Linked DNA regions of Mus musculus: region 1 is linked to region 2. Evidence: chromatin contacts called from public Hi-C data. All regions are on one chromosome and are shown on one strand. The core of a region is the stretch at or near the end of the contact, and the rest is flanking DNA. Distances in the headings are between cores, read along the strand shown. Region 1 has its middle 29 kb from the start of Mgme1. Region 2 overlaps Bfsp1 (beaded filament structural protein 1, in lens-CP94).

Region 1 (6,157 bases), core at 808-3,307, 450 kb before region 2:
TCTTTCTCTCCATCTTTTCTGGATTCTTAGACATTGAGATGGGATCTTGCTATGTGCTCATGAATTTGTAATCCTTCTGCCCGAGTCTCCCAAGCAGCTAGGTTTACAGCCATGAACCACCAGTCACTGTCCTCTATCTTTGAGCATCTGAGCAGACTAGGCTGGCCTTGAACTCATGAAGATCCTTCTGTCTCTGCCTCCCTAGCATTAGGAATAAAGGCCAGTGCCATCACTACCACCCGGCTCAAATTAAAAAAAAAAAAAAAAAAATTCAGGCAACTCTAACAAGGATGCTCCAGGGGATCCAACACCCTCACACAGACATATGCAGGCAAAATACAATGCACACAAAATAAAGATAAATAAGTTAGGACTGGAGAGATGGCTCAGTGTCTAAGAACACTGACCTTCCAAGGTCCTGAGTTCAACTCCCAGCAACCACGTGTTGGCTCACAACCATCTGTAATGGGATCTGATGCCCTCTTCTGGTGTATCTGAAGAGAGTGACAGTGTACTCACATACATTAAATAAATACATCTTAAAGAAATAAATAAATTATTTCAAAAAATGTTTTTAGAAATCAGTTGAGTATTTTGGAGGTATGTATGTCTAGGCCTGGGGTAAACCTCAGGCATTGTTCTTCAAGTGTCTTATTTTTGAAGATAAATTCTTTCATTGGGACTTGTGGCTAGCCAGTAAACTCTGGTGATCCACCTGGATTTGTGTCCCCAGTGATCAGATTTTCACTTCATATCACCATACCTAGCATGTTACATAGAAGCTGGATTTGAACTCAGGTCCTCAGGATTGTTCAACATTGATATTTAACTCACTGGACTATCTTCTCAGCTCCCTGACTTACTTATTAGTCTGTGGTGTGAGTAGCACTTAGAAGTGCTTCCTGAAGCCAGGGGCCACTTAACACATGTGACTGACACGCAAGGCATGACTTCTAGGCATTTTCAGTAACAGCAGCTGTGAGCTCTTGTAACCAATGCACAGAGCACATAGGGGCTGGTTCACTTAGGTCTCCAGGGTGGGGCAACAGGATCAGACTGATGGATCTCAGAGGTTATTTTAAAAAAAAAAGGCTAAAGTTCACAGGCTTTGACCCTCCTCAGAATGCATGCATTTTGAGAAAGAACCTACTTTTAGAACTAAAGGAGTATGCCAGTTATTGCAAGTTCTGTGGCATTCCAAAAAGTTTTACAAATATTATAATAATATATGTAGAGAAATGTGGTGCCTCAAAATTGGTGTCTCATCTGCCCAGGCTCTCCTCCATAGTTAGCCAATGCTGTTAGTTTCTTCCTCACAAGATTAGAGGATTTTATTTCACATGACAGAGGGAACGCCAGTAGGATGCAAGTATTATTGGTTTTTTTTTTGTGTGTGTGTGTGTAACTTTTATGGTTTTTTTGGTAAATACTTATGTATTCTTTTAAAATACTTTGTGTGTGTGTGAGAGTCACATGTGTGTGTGTGTGTGCAGGTGCCTGAAGAGGCCAGAAGAGAGCCTTGGATCCCCTGGAGTGGAGTAATAGGGGTGAGCCATTTTACATGTGTGCTGAGATCAGCCTTGGGTCCTGTGCAAGAGCAGTACACATTCTTAGCTGCCGAACCACCTGAATTTATTTTCTAACATTACAGAGCTGAGCCAACAAGATGGTCTAAGCCATGAATCACTTTTTACCAAATCTGACTAGCTGAACTCAGTTCCTGGAAGCCATGTGGTAAAAGAGAACTGGCTCCCACAAGTTGTTCTCTGACCCCTCCACAGGCATGGTGTGGCTCATGCTCGCGCGCGCGCGCGCGCGCGCACACACACACACACACACACACACACACACACACATGAATGAGTCAATGGCTATAATAAAATTTAAAAACCCTGTCTAGTGTTGTGTTGCGTGGATGCATTGTATTTCGGGTTATCAGTCTTCCGGTAATAGACACTTATGTAGCTTCCAATGTTTTGCTCCTATAGAGAGTGCTACAGTGAGTAACTTTATGTATGTGTCATTTCACATAAATGCAATCCTGTCTTCGGGATAAATTCCCAGAAATGCAATTGTCAGTGCTAACAGTTTCACTTGTTAAGGGCAATTTGTAGTTCCCTTTTCTGTGTAATACCTAAATGCCCCTCTTCCCACTGGTTATTGGTCTGTTTTTCTGCATAACTACTTCCTCCTCTTCCTCCTCCTCCTCCTCCTCCTCCTCCTCCTCTTCCTCCATTATTTCCTGTTCTGGGAATAGAACCCAGGCCCTTTCATAAGATAGGCAAAAACTATCATTATGCTACACCCTTAGCCTCTCTGCTGACCTAAGAATTGTACAGATCTTGTAAACACACACACACACACACACCATGAAGGCTGGCCCCTGGTCTTGTAAGTTGTTGGGTGTTGTAAAGTTGGTGGATAAGGCTCAATGGTGCCAATTTGTACTTCGAGTGTACATGTCCTTGCCACTGAGCCAACATTGTATTGCTGTGGTTTTGGCTCTCTGCCCATCTGATAGGAGAGAAATAAATAGTTTTTCAGTGTCATTAGATTTGACATTTGTCTCACTGTGTGTGAGAGGAAGGCTGGATGTCTAGTCTTATCAAGAGCCATTTGTATGTGACTGCTTCAGGGAGCAGTCTGACATTCGGGTACTGCCCAATTTCTTGGTCATTTTTCTGTCTGTTTCTTTACTTGCATGCTTGGTGTACCAGGAAGTTCAACCCTTTTGTGGTTTCAATTGCTGTTTTTCTTCCTGGGTTGTCATTTAGCTTTGACTTTCATTCATGCTGAATGTGTTTCCCCCGCGGAGAAGTTTTATGTAGTGTGAGATGACCCCATCTTTTTCTTCTCTGCCTTCTGCAGAAGGTCAAGTCCCTGGTAGAAAGGCCTTGTGGCTCCAAAATTACATCGGGATTCTGCCATGCATTTTTTCTAGGACTGTAACAGCTTCGTCTTATCGCATCTAAATCTTTGATCTGTTTGGACTATTTCCTGGGGTATAGTGGGAGGTATGCATCCAACTTTATCATTTTCCAGATGGCTGACAAGAGATATTTTTTAGCAGGGAGCTAGTCCAAAACACAGCAGAGAACACTTTCTTCAGGAAAAGGTCACATGCCTTAGCAGAAGGTGTGCGGATTATAGTACGGAGCAGTTTTCTTTAATTAGCAAGGATTCATTTGTTCAACAAATATTTTCCAAGTGCCCATGCTATGCTAGGGACTTTTCTAGATACTAAGGCTAGAAAAAAATAGACCAGTGTCCTTTGTTTTGTTTTATTTTGTTTAGTTTGCTTGGTTGGAGGTATAAGTCCCCCACCCCCACCCCCCACTCTCCCCACCCACCCCCATGCTAGTCTGGAAGTCTCTACCTAGCTGAGGTAACCTTGAACTTGTGCCAGTCTTGCTGTCTCAGCCTCCCAGGCACTGGAATTGTAGACACGGGCCACCATGCCGGGCTAATCCCTGCTTCTGTAAGGTGGAGACAGATAACAGATAAATAAGTAAAAAAACAATTTATCTCAAGCTGGATAGAGGAACTGAATGAAGTGGTCAGTTCCTACGACTGGGTAACTAGCTGAGCCTAACTTGGAGATTCTGTGGGTCAGGGTTTCGACAAGGTCTAGTGCATGTGCGGGGGGGGGGGGGGGGGGGGGGGGGCTTTCTCTGTCCTTCAGATGGGAGATTCTAAGGCTGGACCCTGGAGCGGTCTGAAGACTACCAGTCGCCCATCTGGTGGTCAGTGCTGGCTGCCGAATGGGGATGAGGATGGCGTCTCCCATTCTTTTTCTCTTTTAAAAATTAATGTATTATGTATGCAGTGTTCTGTCTGCATATATGCCTGCACACCAGAAGGTGGCGCCAGATCTCATTATAGATAGTTGGAAGCCACCATGTGGTTGTGGGATTTGAACTCAAGACCTTCCGAATAGCAGTGCAGTGCTCCTAACCTCTCTGAGTCATCTCTCCCAAGCTTTCTGTCTCTGTTGTTGTTTTTTTGTTTTGTTTTTTGTTTTTGTTTGTTTGTTTGTTTTTTGAGACAGGGTTTCTATGCATTGCCCTGGCTGTCCTGGAACTCACTCTGTAGTGGCCTTGAACTCAGAAATCCACCTGCCTCTGCCTCTGCCTCCCAAGTACTGGGATTAAAGGCGTGTGCCACCACTGCCTAGCCCTTTCTGTCTCTTGACAGGCTCTTACTAGGCAGCCCAGGTTGGCCTTGAGTGATATTCCTGCCTTAGCCTAGGGCTGGGATTACAAATGTGAGCCACCCCGCCCTGCTTGCTAGGGTGAGTTTTAATGCAGGTGCTGAATTATAGATTACTGTAGTTTGCTAGTCCAGGTACTTTATTTATTTATTTATTTATTCATTTATTCATTTGAGACAGGGTCTTGCTCTGTAGCTCTGGCTGGCCTGGAACTCACAGAGATCTCCTGCCTCTGACTTTGAGTACTAAGCCCTGGGAGTAAAGGTATATGCTACCAAGCCTGGCAATCCTGCTGTTTTCTGTAAGAGATATGATCCATGTCCAGCCCATACTCTAGGGAAGGAAACTCACCCCTTCTGAGTTGGGGAACGGCTCTTTTTTTTGGTGGTGGTGGGGGGGTTGAGACAGAGTTTCTTTGTATAGCCCTGGCTGTCCTGGAACTCACTTTGTAGACCAGGCTGACCTTGAATTTAGAAATCTGCCTGCCTCTGCCTCCCAAGTTCTGGAATTAAAGGTGTGCGTCACCACGCCCGGCTGTGGCCTTTTTAAAAAATGTATCTGAATACACTGTAGCTGTCTTCAGACATACCAGAAGAAGGCATCATATCCCATTACAGATGGTTGTGAGCCACCATGTGGTTGCTGGGAATTGAACCCAGGACCTCTGGAAGAGGGGTCAGTGCTCTTAACTGCTCAGCCATCTCTCCAGCCCTACAGTGACCACATTTTATAAAAACATAACAACATAACTTGTTCTTTTTTTTTTTTTTTTTTTTGGTTTTTCGAGACAGGGTTTCTCTGTGTAGCCCTGGCTGTCCTGGAACTCACTCTGTAGACCAGGCTGGCCTCAAACTCAGAAATCCACCTGCCTCTGCCTCCCGAGTGCTGGAATTAAAGGTGTGCGCCACCACGCCCGGCAATTTGTTCTCCTTAAAGAGAAGAGGGACTGGCGTGAAGTGAAGGTAGTGATAGGGGACCAGGGACATTTGACCTGAAAGAAATGAAGAAGCCCTGAGGCTACCTGCTGTTTCAGTCAGAGTAGACATCAAAGACACAGGCCAGGAAGGCTGAGTGTAGACTGAGTGTGGAGTGAGAAGACATGGGAGCCATGTAGACAGATGGAAGCAGATTACTGCTATAGACAGACCTCAGAATGTCTTCCTTCTGAATGAATCAGGAAACTATTAACAAACTTCACATTACCACAGGGAAGTTCCAGAGATACTTAATTTCCAAAGTAGACAGGCTTTGCCAGGCACGGTGGCTCATTCCTGCTGCCTTAGCACTTGGGAGGCTGAGGCTGTCAAGGCTTGCCTAGGCTATATAGTCAATTCCAGGGTTGGGAGCAGGTGAGGGTGGAGGTAGGCAGGGTACAGGGTGGTTTAGGTCGTACTCCAGGATCAGGTGGACCCATTTAGTGGGGACTTGGGTGGATTGCTGGGTGGCAAGTGTCACCAGCACAGGGCAGAGCAAATAGTTCACCTCATAGCCAGAAGTTAAAAGAGGAAGACCAGCAGGGTCCTACGAGCCCCCTCAGGGCACAGCTTCAAGGATCTAAGGGCCTTCCGCAATGCTGCACCTCATAGAGGTCATAGTACAGTGTTGGGGACCAAGTCTTTTTCCTATATGTGCCTTCAGGCAACACAGATGCAAACCAGAGCCCAAACCCTGGAGAGCTCTGAGCAGAGGGCTAACATGTTCTTGTTTATGTTTTAGGGGACTTGCTCTGGATGCTGAGAGAACAGATTTGGGGGTGGGAGGCAAGGGTGGAAGTGGGGAGTCCAATTAAAGAGCCTTTGCAAAAATAAAGCAGGACACAATGGGTGCTTGGACTGGACGGATGGTGGAGGGGGTGGTGAGAAATGGCCGGATGCTGGCTGTGTTTTAAAAATAGAACTAACTGGGTTTGCTGATGGGTTGAATATGGGTTAATGGATAGACCATACA
Region 2 (6,738 bases), core at 1,810-4,309:
CAGACCTACGTCACACCATACATACTGAAGCATTTAAGTCAATTTCAGATATGAGCACAACCTTTAAAACTATTTTATCATTATTGTTATTATTATTGTATGTATATATAAGTGTGTGTGTATGATGTAATGTGGGGGAGGGGTGGGGTTACATGCTGTGGGGTGTGTGTGTGTGTGTGTGTGTGTGTGTGTGTGTGTGTGTGTGTGTTTGTGTGAAGGTCAGAGGACAACTTTGTGGAGTCATTTCTCTCCCTCCACCTTCATATAGGTTTGGTCTTGAAACTCAAGGTAATGATAGCAAGATACAAAACATAGATGTATGTAAATGTAAAGGCTACTTGGAATGTGAGTATATCTGTACTCTTGGCCTTTTCTTGATAAGGTTTCTGAAACCTTGCACTGTGGATGTTTAGGCTGTAATAGTCTTTGTTGTGTGAGTGTGGTGTGGTGTGGTGTGGTGTGGTGGACTGTTGTGTACTGTAGGAGACTTACAGCAGTCTTCTTGACCCTGCTTTTAAGTCCTGACAATAATTGTACTTCTGGACATTGCCAAATGTCCCTTTGAATTCAAAATCGCCGCATAATGAGAAGTACTGTTCTCAACCAGGTTTACTGAGTAGCCTACTGCTTTATTTAGAACTCAGCATGCAGGGCTGGCAAGATGGCTCCGTGGGGAAAAGCACATGCAGTGCACGGCTGATGACCTGCTCAGGATCCCAGGAACCCATGGTGGACGGAGAGACTCAGCTCCTGAAAGTTGTCTTCTGACTTCCACCCATGCAAGATGGTTCACATGTGTATGCACACACACACACACACACACACACACACACACACACACACACACTCATACACACACACACACACACAAACACACTCATACACACACAAACACACTCATACACACATACACAAACACACTCATACACACACACACACACAAACACACTCATACACACACACCCAAACAGAGAGAGTATGGAAGAGAGAGAGAGAGAGAGAGAGAGTAAGAGAGAGAGAGATCTAGACCCACTGAACAAGAATCCCTTATCAAGTCCCCACCTCGGCCCTGTGTTTCTACACTGGTTCACTTTACACCTAAGTGCTCTTTGTGACCCTAGCATGGCTTTTTTTGTTTGTCTGTTTGTCTGTCTGTTTCAGGAAGCCGATGAAGCCTTATTGCGTAACCTGCACCTTCAGTTGGAGGCACAGTTTCTGCAGGCAGATATCAGTGTGGCCAAGGACAGGTACAAGAAGGTAACTATCACGTGTGGGAAGCCCTTGCTCTTACAAAACCCAGCATGGGTTGGGTTGGACAGGAGACTGCTAGAGTGAGCAATGTTGACTACAGACCCTGAACTGGCATGAGCCGGCCATTGGACAGCACTTACCCAGCCAGAGGTGCCTAGAGAACATCAGTGGACAATGGCAGGATATGCCGGGAATTGCGATGTTAGGTTTTAGTGTCATAATTTACAAAATTATTTTGGCAGCTCCATCCCTATTAAGCAGTCTACTGTTTTATCTCAGAAAAATAAAGAGAAGGGAGAATATGTGTGTGTGCTTAAGGCATTGTTTTACAGTTCTTAGCTCTGCCTTAGAGGCAACCAGATAACACTTTCTTTTAGGAACCTCTTTTATTTGTCTATTTATTATTTATACTAATTATTTTATTTATTTACATTCTAAATGTTTCCCCCTTCTTGGTCCCCCCTCCATGAGTTCTTCATCCCCCTTCCCTGGGGTATCACGTTTCTACAGGATTTAGCACATCCTTTCCCACTGAGGCCAGATGGGGCAGTCCTCTGCTACATATGTGGGTGCCGGGGAATGGAGGGTGGTGGTGGCATGGGCCAGCCCATGTAGGCTCTTTGGTTGGTGGCTTAGTCTCTGGGAGCCCTGGGGGTTCTGAGTTAGTTGATACTGTTGTTCTTCCTATGGGGTTGTAATCCCCTTCAGCTAAGAGCCTCCTCCTTCAGAGTATCCTAACCTTTCCACTCCTTACACGCCTCTGGCAGGTGTGATACTGGAGGCCTTAGCACACTGGACAATCACATCCCAGCATTGTGTAATTGTGAGAGAGCAGCCTGGCCTCTCTGGGCTGCTTCCTATCTTTAAAATGTGAGTGGTATCCTCTTTGGTGCTGCTCTGGGTTAACCATGGGTTAACAGACAGGGGAGGCAGTGGTCTTAGGCTCTGGTCTTCTCTGACTGCCCATATGGTAACCTGAACCTTAGGTCTGTTGTGTCTTGACTTACCAGCAGGAATCTGGACACAGGAATGGGAAAAGCAGAGGTTCTCAACCTTCCTAGTGCTGCAACCCTTTAATATAGTTCCTCCTGTTGTTGTGACCCCACCCCCACCCCCAACCACAGAATTATTTTTGTTGCTACTTAATAACTATAATTTTGCTACTGTTACAAACTGTAGCGTTTTTCCACAGTCTTAGGTGACCCCCTCTGAAAGGGTCATATTATTCCAAAGGGGTCGGGACCCTCAGGTTGAGAATCTCTGGGATAAAGGGAATAAAGTTATTTACAGCTGACCAGAATTCGTACCCCATCTTCCTTGCTATTTTGGAAAAGAGAGGAAACCAAAGCCAGGAAGTGTCCTGCGTAGAGTTAGTTAGCTGCAAGTCTCTAGGGCTGTGAGGATCCTGTTCCTGGGGTGAATGGGGGAGTTTCTTATCTGTCCCGAGGCTCTGTCTGCTCTCACCCAGGCTAGAATTTCTTGGGGAAGCTTTCATTCTGTAGAGTTCTCTTTGGGGTCCTTGTTTCATTGATACAGTACCTGTGTCTTTTTGCCAAGGAGCTTACTGAAGCAGTGGAAAGCTACAATCTCATAGGAAATAGAGGGGAACTTCTCTACCCCTGGAGCAGCCTTGTTCAGTGGCTGATGGGCGGGCGTCTGTGTGTAACCCCCCTGGGCCCCTCTTGTCTGGGTAGCAGGACTTGGAGGAGGTCCTCCGAAGTCTGATCTTCGTGCCCACGGGAGTGCAATTGATGGCACGCCCTGCTTAGCCAGTGTCCTTTCCCTGCCTCTTCTCTGTCCTGTTAGTCACAAGGCCCCGAGCCATTGCCCAACTCAGCTGTGTCCACACCCAGATCTTTCTCTGGGGAAACTCACACTAAGACAAACTTGGTAATTTAGAGACAGCCTGGAGCTGGGCAAGGACCCAGCTAGCCTGGTGTTCCCTCCCACCCTCCCCACCTCCCTGTGTGTACCCTGCACTTTGACTGTAGTACCCTCTCCCTGGCAGTCTTCCCAGCCTCTCACCAGGCCCTTGCCTACTTCCTCCTCCACACCTTCCAGCTTCCTTATATTTATCTTATTGGATCCCGAGAGCAGTGTCTGGAGCCAGCCTGAAGTAGGCAGGCACTTATAACAATGGTGGGAAGCTCCCATTCATTATCTGTTGGGACCCAGCCTGATGAGGAAGGGCTCGAGTCAGCCCCTACAAACAGAGCCTGAGATAGTGGTCCTTGTTCCACAGTTACATCAGTGGAGGACTGTGGGGGATAGTGTGAGAGAGGGGAGCATTGGTCTCATCTGAAGGCCAATCTTTTTCACTCATGGGCTGGGGCCCTCGAAGTTTCCTGGACAAGTTGACCAATGCTTGGTCAAGGCTGTTTTCTGTAGAGGGTTGTGTTATCAGTCATTGCTCAGAGCTAGGAAAGGTGCACTGTCTGTTTAAGGTCACCAGGCCTCCCTGTAGATGGTTAGCCCTGTCTCATAAAAAGACCTTTATTCTAGGAGACTTTGAAGCTTACCTGAGAAGACACTCATATCCACTAAGTCATTTAGTGTAGGCGTGACTGGCTAAAGTTGCCCTCTCACTGAAGCACTGCCCTGTACTGTCACAGTCCTTTGTAGCTTCCAGGCCTTGTTCGGTCCCCTTTCTTCTCACCTGTCATCCAGGGTGCTGTGAGGCCAGGGGCAGTGTGTGAAGGCATCTGAAGGGAAATGGTCAAATAAGCTGAGCCCGATGGTTCTCCTGCCCCGTTGCTTCTGCAGATGTGCAATGCCCACTCCAATATGCCATCCGTGGCAGCTGTAGCTTATTCCTCTGTCCATCCAAGTGTGGCCACAGCTGTGGGCCAATGTGTGCAGGCACTCACTCCTGGGCTCACATAGGAAAGGGGGTGAGATTCCAGCAGCTCAACTTCTAATGAAAATGCTTTCCCTCTGCAACAGAATCTTCTGGAGATTCAGACCTACATCACCGTCCTGCAGCAGATCGTACAGACTGCTCCTCAAGTGTCCCTGGTTACTGGGATGAGGGAGGTAAGTACTGGAGCCCCAGCTGCAGGGAACGCTATCCAGTCCTGCAGGGAGGGGCTGTACTCTGAGTCTTCACTCCCATACCTGTGGAGGAGTTGACCTTCTCAGAGGTCCAGGGACAAGCACGGGGTCTGACTGTTAGAACTACCACAAGTTAACTCCTGCCTACTTCTAAGTGCTATTCAAGTGTGAGGTTTGTTCTTTGTTCAAACTGTAAACGCTGATAGATTTCAGGGGACATAAGCTATGTCCCGTAAGATTACCTTAGGTATTTTCTTCTAGGAAATGTGGTCTGCCAAAATGAAGTGGTTTTCAAAATGCTTTGCTGTATGGCCTCTTTTCTATTGCCCATAGCTTGCCATTCTATGACACAGTCATAGCATGGGCAAGCTATAAAAAGGGTCGTGTTGGCTTACAGTTCCAGAGATTCAGGGTCAAGGGGCTTCATCTAGGTGCAGTGTTCCTGCTGGTAATGTCTTACAGAGTCTGTCTGTTTGTCTGTCTATGTCTGTGTCCTTTGATTTTTCTCTTCTCATAAAGTTAGCAGGATTCACCTAGGGAACTGGGCCCTGATGATCTCCAACCCTAATTACTTTCTATCGGCCTCTTTATAGTCCTGACCAACCTCCCCTCTGTTTTCTTTCGAGTCTGTCTTGCTCTGTAACCCAGGCTGGCCTGGAGCTTTTTACTCATCCTGGCTTGGGCTCCTGAGTGTTGGGATTGTAGACATGGCTTCCACATTCCCAATGCTTCACAAATAGGGACTTGAATCCAGCAGAAATGTGCAGAGGCTACGAATGGTGTTTCTGCTGTACCCAGCTGTGGTTGCAGTCCCTCTAGCTCTGAAAGAGCTCCTGCTTTATATTCCTGACAGAGCTTGCTGCCTCAGCCTTCGTTCTTGGTTCCTGTTTTGTTTCTCTGCTCGGTGTGTAGTGAGTCTGGTTGTGGTTGATTTGCATCCTCCAGTAGCTAATGATGCTAGGTATCGTTGTCTGATTTAGCGGCTGTCAATCAGTTTTCTTTGTTAATGTATCTGCTCTCCTCTTTTGCCTGTGTCTTAAAGTTGGGATGTACCTAAGCCTGTCTGATTTGCTATAATACAGTGCCATATGCTGAATAATTTATAAAGTACAGAAATTAGTTTCACACAGTCTGGAGTTTGGGAAGTCCAAGATCAAAGAACTAGCTTCTGGTTTGGGGCTGTCTTGGGCTGCCTTTCTTGGAAGGTGGGAAGGAAAAAAATGGGCAAATTCCTCATCCTCACATGTCAGAGGAACCGAAAAGGAGAAGCCCCTCCCACGAGCTTCTTCATAGAGGCACCAATCCATTCCCAGGACAAGAACCTTCAACTAGGCCCCATTCTCAACTCTGCTGTGTTGGGGATTCATCTGCGAGGCATCCCCACTGTTTGCTTTCTTCTTCTCTTTAGCATTTTGGTCATGAAGTTGAAACTTGAAGACATTTCATTTTCAAAGGCCAGCTCTGCTCATGACTGTGGGCCTCTGGCAGGCGTGAGAGATGTAAAATCTTTTTCTCAGTCTAAAACTCCCATTTAGATGACGGCTGCTGCACGTGGGAACTTATAACAACCCTCATTACCTGCGTCGGGTCTGCACAAGGCTGTGCTGGTCAACATAGTTATGCATGGTGTGGGGTCATGGGTGTCTAGTCTTCCCCTAAGAGCTATTGGCTGTTGATGGCAGGGGTGGGTGATACTTATTGTCTTGGTGTCCATCTGTGCACAGGAAAGATGGAGGCATAGATTTAGAAAGCTTCCTGCCCTGTTTGTTGTGAATCTCAGCTCCAGAGTTCTGCACACTGCTTAGTTTGCAAAGGTTTCTTACATCAACTCTCACATGTTTTATTTCTGGAAATTTGTGGAAGTCACCTTTGCACAAATGAACAGTTAGCGTTTGAATGTAAAATGTCTCTTACAGGCTCATGTGTTTGAATGCTTAGTCCCTAGTTGGTGGCTTACTTTTGGAAGGCTATGGAACCTCTAGCAGGTAGAGCCTAGCTGGGGGAAGTGAACCAGGCCTTAAAGGTTTCAGACTGGTCAGTTGGCCTCGTGTTGTGAGCCTGTGGCAGTGTGGCACATCATGGAAGGAGCAGAACAAGAAAGAGAAAGGGGGTTTGGGACCCAGAATCTCCTTCAAGGGTATAACACCCCTGCTTGTTCCCACTAGTGTAGGGTTATGGGTCCTGTGTCTGCTCTGCCACAGGGCATGGCCGCTGGAGAGGCAGGACTCGGGAGGTCGACTGCGCTTAGCCCACTCTGTCGCTGGGTAGGTGTTGGGCTGTAGGGAAGTCCCAGGACACTGCTCTGGATGTAGGGAAGCACAGTCTGAGGCAGGGACAGCTGGAGCTGCCTTGGGGTCCCCGAGCCTGCGACAAGGCTGGGGCCCGTCTGGTTTTTAGGCTCTGGCGGCCAGGCATTGCTGGAAGATGAAGGAGGGC

What was found. A called contact is a pair of places that touch in the nucleus more often than the background predicts.
Region 1: a contact with region 2 is called in a Hi-C map of bone marrow-derived macrophages, with 16 read pairs. The contact joins two enhancer-like sites. A contact is called at or near these places in 2 of 15 datasets of contacts at CTCF or cohesin (large pre-B cells and pro-B cells), 28 of 484 Hi-C or Micro-C datasets (B cells, CD4 T cells, CD8 T cells and 22 more), 10 of 115 datasets of contacts at active chromatin or transcription factors (craniofacial prominence, embryonic basal ganglia, embryonic midbrain and 6 more) and 1 of 9 other capture datasets (embryonic stem cells).

The regions. Positions count from the first base shown.
Region 1 is chr2:144,296,836-144,302,992 of GRCm38.p6, reverse strand. No RefSeq gene overlaps it. Among named protein-coding and RNA genes, the nearest start is that of Mgme1, 29 kb to the right of the region's middle. Within about 2 kb of position 2,057, at least 68 of the 459 cell types and tissues checked have an H3K27ac peak or open chromatin away from gene starts, as enhancers often do. A contact at or near this core is called in bone marrow-derived macrophages, peritoneal macrophages and uterus, where this site is marked.
Region 2 is chr2:143,843,447-143,850,184 of GRCm38.p6, reverse strand. Bfsp1 (beaded filament structural protein 1, in lens-CP94) reads left to right here. Exons shown (of 8, transcript NM_009751.2): 3 at 1,162-1,257; 4 at 4,195-4,284. Among named protein-coding and RNA genes, the nearest start is that of Bfsp1, 16 kb to the left of the region's middle. Within about 2 kb of position 3,059, at least 85 of the 459 cell types and tissues checked have an H3K27ac peak or open chromatin away from gene starts, as enhancers often do. A contact at or near this core is called in bone marrow-derived macrophages, peritoneal macrophages and uterus, where this site is marked.